Regions from separate parts of the Rattus norvegicus genome. Here region 1 is linked to region 2. Evidence: chromatin contacts called from public Hi-C data. All regions are on one chromosome and are shown on one strand. Each heading gives the region's core, a stretch centred on a gene start, on an enhancer-like site or on the middle of the called end of the contact. The rest is flanking DNA. Distances are from core to core; before and after follow the strand shown.

Evidence for each region. A called contact is a pair of places that touch in the nucleus more often than the background predicts.
Region 1: a contact with region 2 is called in a Hi-C map of liver, with 4 times the contacts expected there. The contact joins the promoter of Nsun7 here to the enhancer-like site in region 2. A contact is called at or near these places in 9 of 12 Hi-C or Micro-C datasets (Schwann cells, frontal cortex, hepatocytes and 4 more) and 1 of 1 datasets of contacts at active chromatin or transcription factors (oligodendrocytes).

Annotation. Positions count from the first base shown.
Region 1 is chr14:42,287,551-42,290,375 of GRCr8, forward strand. Nsun7 (NOP2/Sun RNA methyltransferase family member 7) reads right to left here and starts at 1,408. Exons shown (of 12, transcript NM_001400916.1): 1 at 989-1,408; 2 at 289-705. The coding sequence starts at 601.
Region 2 is chr14:42,157,263-42,159,962 of GRCr8, forward strand. All of the region lies in intron 9 of Apbb2 (amyloid beta precursor protein binding family B member 2), which reads left to right. Among named protein-coding and RNA genes, the nearest start is that of Nsun7, 130 kb to the right of the region's middle. Within about 2 kb of position 1,344, at least 25 of the 93 cell types and tissues checked have an H3K27ac peak or open chromatin away from gene starts, as enhancers often do.

The sequences.
Region 1 (2,825 bases), core at 158-2,657, 130 kb after region 2:
CAGGCCTAGACAACCATGCTGACTCCTGTTCATTTCATGACTTCACTATACCTATCTGACAAGTGCAGTAACACTCTGTAGTTTCCCTTAGAATCCTTCATTTTTAAACGGTTGTAATTCACCAAAGATACACACACGACTAAAAAATGGTGTGTCTGAAGGGCTAGGCTACGTTCCGCATCCCATTAATTTCCTTGCTTTCTCGCCCCATTACCCCCTCTCTACTCGCCTGCCTCCCCATCCCCTACCCCCCAGCCTCTGGTAACCTCCAAAACCGGTATTACTCACACTTCAGGGTACTGAAAGCCAACTCATAGGACAAACGCTGAAAAGAATCTTCCTCGGCCTGGGTCCAGGAGGACGGCAAGAGTTCATCCCCGTAATTTATGATGACTTTGTCTGCTGGCCTTTGGATTCGAATACCCTGAAAAATGTTTGCCGCCGTAACGTACACGGAGTCTGGATAGCTAGATTTTTCTAGCGCAGCTGAAGGTTTTCTCTTGGAAACTAAATCCCCTGACATCTCTAGGGAAGCGAGTTGGGAGAGCTCCTCCATATTTTCTTGGTCAAAAAAGTCCATTGCACTGTTCGGATCCAACATGTTTGCCTCTGATGTCAACTGCCCCTGATGTCAATAACTCAAGCTTCAGGTTCAATTCAGGTGGTCCAGGGAGATTGCTATCCTTGTAGTCTTAAGCATGGTCTCTGAGAAAAGAAAGGGTTACCTTGGTAAATCTCTTTCTACAGCACCTCTCTTGATTGCCCCTTTCTTGCGGCATATACTACTAGCCCATCGGAACACCCCATACTTCCAACTGCAAGGAAAACTTGCACTCAGGGATGGAAGGAACAACTAGAGATCCTCCCACCCCACCCCCACCCTCTCTCCCACCCCCAGGGTGAATTTCACCACAGCCCATTAAGGACAGACCCACTAGGTCCCCCTGGCCTCGCACCCTCAGCATCCAAGGGAAAAAGGTCCTACCACCTTCTCCGCGAATCCGCCCTTCTCTAAGGTTGGGATGTTTCCCCGGGGCTCTGGGGCTGAAGACGCGGCAACCTCTGTACTTGGGGCGCTGGAGGCAGAACCAGGCCCTCGGGAGCCCCGGGAGGCGACCGCCCGCGGAGGCCGTTTAATTCAAGTACAGCCACACCACCCGCGGGGTTCGGGCGTGGGGGAAAGCGCTCGGCGCCCGCGCCCGCTACGTTCGGGTCCCTGAGGGAAACGCTGCCTCCTCAAGCGCGTCTTCGGGCTCCGGGGGGACACTGCTCAGGACCGGCCCTCGGCTCTCGGGATCCCTCAAAGAAGGCTCTGGGTCCCTGAGGGGACGCTTCTCGCGACCACCCCGGGCTCTTGCAGCCAACCTAGCGGGTACAGCAGCAGGAAGCCAGGAGCTGGGTCCGTACTCGACCCTGGCTACCGAAATTTCCTCTAAGTCTTCTAGAGGCGTGAGCGGGTGCGGCAGGGTGCCCGGATCTCCATGGCAACGGGGGTGGGGGTGGGGCTGTGCTCCAGGCTTTCCGAGTGGGATCTGCTAGAAGTGACTCTTCACCAGTTTCTTGTACTCGTGACAGCCCTTCAGTCCCTCTTGGAAGTCAGGCCAGGGTTCCTGAGCACTCAAGCTTGGTTTCCTTCATTAAACACTTAGGGATATTTTGAAGTAGATGGTGTAGTTCTGCGGCTTAACTCTCAGGCACCTGAGGCCCCCATTGAAATGCAGATGGCTGGACCCATCTCCGGGATTCTGAGTTTGGGCATGGGACTCAAGATTTTGCTTGCTATCTATCAATCTATCTATCTATCTATCTATCTATCTATCTATCTATCTATCTATCTATCTATCATCTATCTATCATCCATCTATAGATGTGTGTGTGTGTGTGTGTGTGTGTGTGTGTGTGTGTGTGTGTTATTGCTTCCCATTGTGGTTTCCTTTTTTTCCCCTCCACCCCTCCAATCCCCCCTCCTCTCGCTTCCCTCTACTCCCCCTCCCCCAACTCCAAACTCCTCTGTGCTGCAATCAGAGGCTTGAACTCCCAGGAGGATTGTTTCTCTTTGCCTTGAAAAGTCTCTCCTTTTGTCTACCTGGTAAACTTCTACAAAAAATCTTTGAAACTCAGCCTTTTTCAACATTTGCATGTGTCTGAATGTAAATTTATTTGCTAAGCCAGAGATCCAAAATAACAGTGGGCTTGAACCTAGTAGAAAGTTGATACTCAGGACCCAGTTGGCACTGGCTTGGTGGTATTGGCCTTTAATCTCAGCACCCAGCATGGTCTGTATAGGGAGTTCCAGGCCATGCCAGTGAGACCCTGTCTTAATCATCCCCATCCCCTACCCCGCCCCCGCCCTCACTCGCATCTTGTAGGTCTGACTCTACTACACAGTTATCAGGAACCCAGGCTCCTCCTAAGGGTTCACCCAAGGTCTATCTATGTCTTTGTCAAATTAGTGTGAGATGGCTCATCCCAAGTCCACTTGCAGACAGTGATAAAGGGCAGAAGGCGGAGGGAGACAGCACGTCCATGCCTTCCAAGGACAGGACTAGAAAGATGCACATGTCACTTTGCTTGGTTTCCACTCCAGAATTAGTCACAGAGCGTGCTTAATAACGAAGGCTGGGAAACGAGTCCAACTGAAATTCAAGGGAACTATTGCTGTAAGGGAAGGGTGTTCGTAGTGACTGACAGAAACGCGGTAAACATACAGACAGAACGGGGGACCTGCCGTCACACGTGATCGTGGGGCACCTCTGATTTTAGCACCCTTTATTTTTTTATTAGGGATATCTGTGTACATACCTATATTGACCTTCTCCCTTCTT
Region 2 (2,700 bases), core at 94-2,593:
CACTGGCTAGTGACTTTTTGTTTTGTTTTCCCTACAGTATGTTTTGTTGTTGTTATTGTGTTGTTGGTATGATTTGGTTGTGTGTGTGTGTGTGTGTGTGTGTGTATGTGTGTGTGTTTTGTTTTGGTTTTGGTGGTGGTGGCTGTGGGGGTGTTTTTTGGTTTTGTTTATTTGTTTGTTTTGGATTTTTTTTTTAGCACCATCTCACTATGTGGTTCTGGCTGTCCTAGAACTCACTATGTAAACCAGGCTGGCGTCAAATTCACAGAAATCCATCTGCCTCAGCCCACAAAGTGCTGGGATCAGAGGTGTGCACCACCACGCCAGGCACCTTCAGTGTTTTGAGACAAGGTATCATATAGCCTGGATTAGCCTTGAATCCAGATCTTCCTGCCTCTGCCTCTCAAGTGCTGTGGTCACAGGCATGCAAACTCCCTACTGCATCCCTCAGTGCATGTGCTTGAGTTGGTATCTTGATCAGTGGGAACTCTTACCAAACTTGCTTGGAACCCTTTCTAAATATCTGCTATACCCAGAGCCTTTGAAAAAGTAATGCTGGGATCGTGCCTTCCTTCCAAGATAGACACACAATCTGGCTGTCAGAAGACTTGGAACTTCTTCAAATTCACCCGTGGAGCTTGCCCGGAGCCAGGTGATGTGGCCTTCTGTGGAGGAGGGCATGCCACGTCCTCTCCTATATCGCCCTCCTTCCCGCCTGCAATGTGGCCTTAAGGATGGCTCATCTCTAGGTGGGACACAAAGCAAGAATCAGCACAGCTGGATAGTGGGGAGTGTCCCCTAACGCTGACACATTCGACCTGGAACAAACACTGGCCTCCTTCCATAGCAATTCTCCTTGGGCCCCAAGCCGCTGTGCTCATCGCTCCAATCCCCATACAGCTGTTGTGTTGATGCTTTTGTCCTCAGCGATGAAGTTGCACACCCCTTGGTATGGCAGCCCAAATGAATGTGCTGTGCGACTTGTAGAATTTTTGTATGTGTATGAGTGTTGGGCTTGTATGTATTTCTGTGCACTGTGTGTGTGTGTGTGTGTGTGTGTGTGTGTGTGTGTATGCGCGCCCTCGAGCGCGCGTTGCCCACAGAGGTCAGAAAGGAGTGTTAGACTCCTTGGAACTAGAGCTACGTGTAGTTGTGAACCACTAGGTGGTTGCTAGGAATCAAACCCAGGTCCTCTGCAATCGCAGCGAATGTTTTAACCGTTGAGCCATCTCTTCAGCCCTCCCTTGCAGCATTTTGAAGCAGTGCTCAGTGGAGTGATGGTTTGAGTGTTCATTGAGGCATCCCTCTTTTTTGGCATTGCAGTAAGCATTAAAAAAAAAAATGCTTATGAATGAGTGAATCCATTGTCTTCCAAGCTCAGCACAGCACCACACTGTTTAGGACACTGTCTGTGACTCACTCTGAGTCAAAAACCTTCTATGAGCTCCCAACCAACACAGCTTGTGCCCGTTGTGTGCCCTCATCTCAAGGAGCCACAGGATAGATTCGCACTGTGTGTCTCCTCTTAAGAAGCCTCAAGAGGGTAGGGACTGAACCTCACTCACCCTCGTAGGTCTCCAGGAGCTAATTGGTGCTCAGTGGATGTCATTACGCAGTAATTAAGCTAAAATGGCCATTGCTAAAAATGAGTGTCTCGGGATTTCATTGGTAACATTTAACCTTTTAACTTTTTAACTTGTCTGCCTGAGTCTCCTTAGTTTGTAAGATCTATTTTGGTACCAGAGTCATTTAACCCCAGCAGTTAGAGGACTCACTGTGTTGTAGGCAGGGTGACACTTTGTGGACATTAGCCACCGTCTTCTTTCTGCCCATGTGGGCTGCCTCACTTTCACTTGCTCCTCATGGTCCAGGGGAGATCTGTGGCATTCCGTCACATCCTCTAATCAGAGGAAGAAAGAAGCCAGGGACCTAACTTAGCTGGGTGTGGGAGAAATGACCAGTCCTGGAGAGATGGAATCTTTTGGAGCCTGGAGATGAGGGGAAGTGAGCATCGGATGGGTCCCCACAATATGCCAGACGGTATGCCACTGCTTTGTTTCTTTGCGATCTCCTGGCAGCTCTTTCGGCTTACGTGTTCTCATTTCTCCCGCAAACTCAGAGTTGCAAAGGCAGACCACCTGCCGATCACACCAGAGAAACTGAAACCCCGGACTGTGGCATGATAAAGCCAGGCTTAGAACTGCTCTTTACCACCACACAGACCTTCAGAAGAGGTTCTTTCTCCCCAGGTACACGCTTCTCCCAAGATGGGACTCAGAATTAACAAACATGGGGCTCAGAGACAGCTCGGTCAGTAAAGTGGTTATATACAGAACTCAGTCCGAACTGCAGCACCCAGGTGAAAAACTGATATGGTGGCAGTGCCGGGCCTGGTGGCAGTGCATGTGTCCGTTCCCAGCACTGAAGAAGAGACAGTGGGTCCCAGGAGCCCACTGGCAGCCTAGTGTCATCAGCGATCCCCGGTTCCAGTAGAGAGAGGCTGCTTCACAAAACAGAGTGGATGGTTCCTGAGGAATAGCCCAAGGTTGACTTCCGACCTTCACACACGCGTGACATGCTCATACACTGAAAAAGAAAGGCTAAGGTCAGGAACAACAAGTGGCAGTCCTGGGGTTTGAACCAGGCATCTACACTCAGAGCCCATAGAGCAGTGTAACTCTGGATAGAGAACAGGGCCGT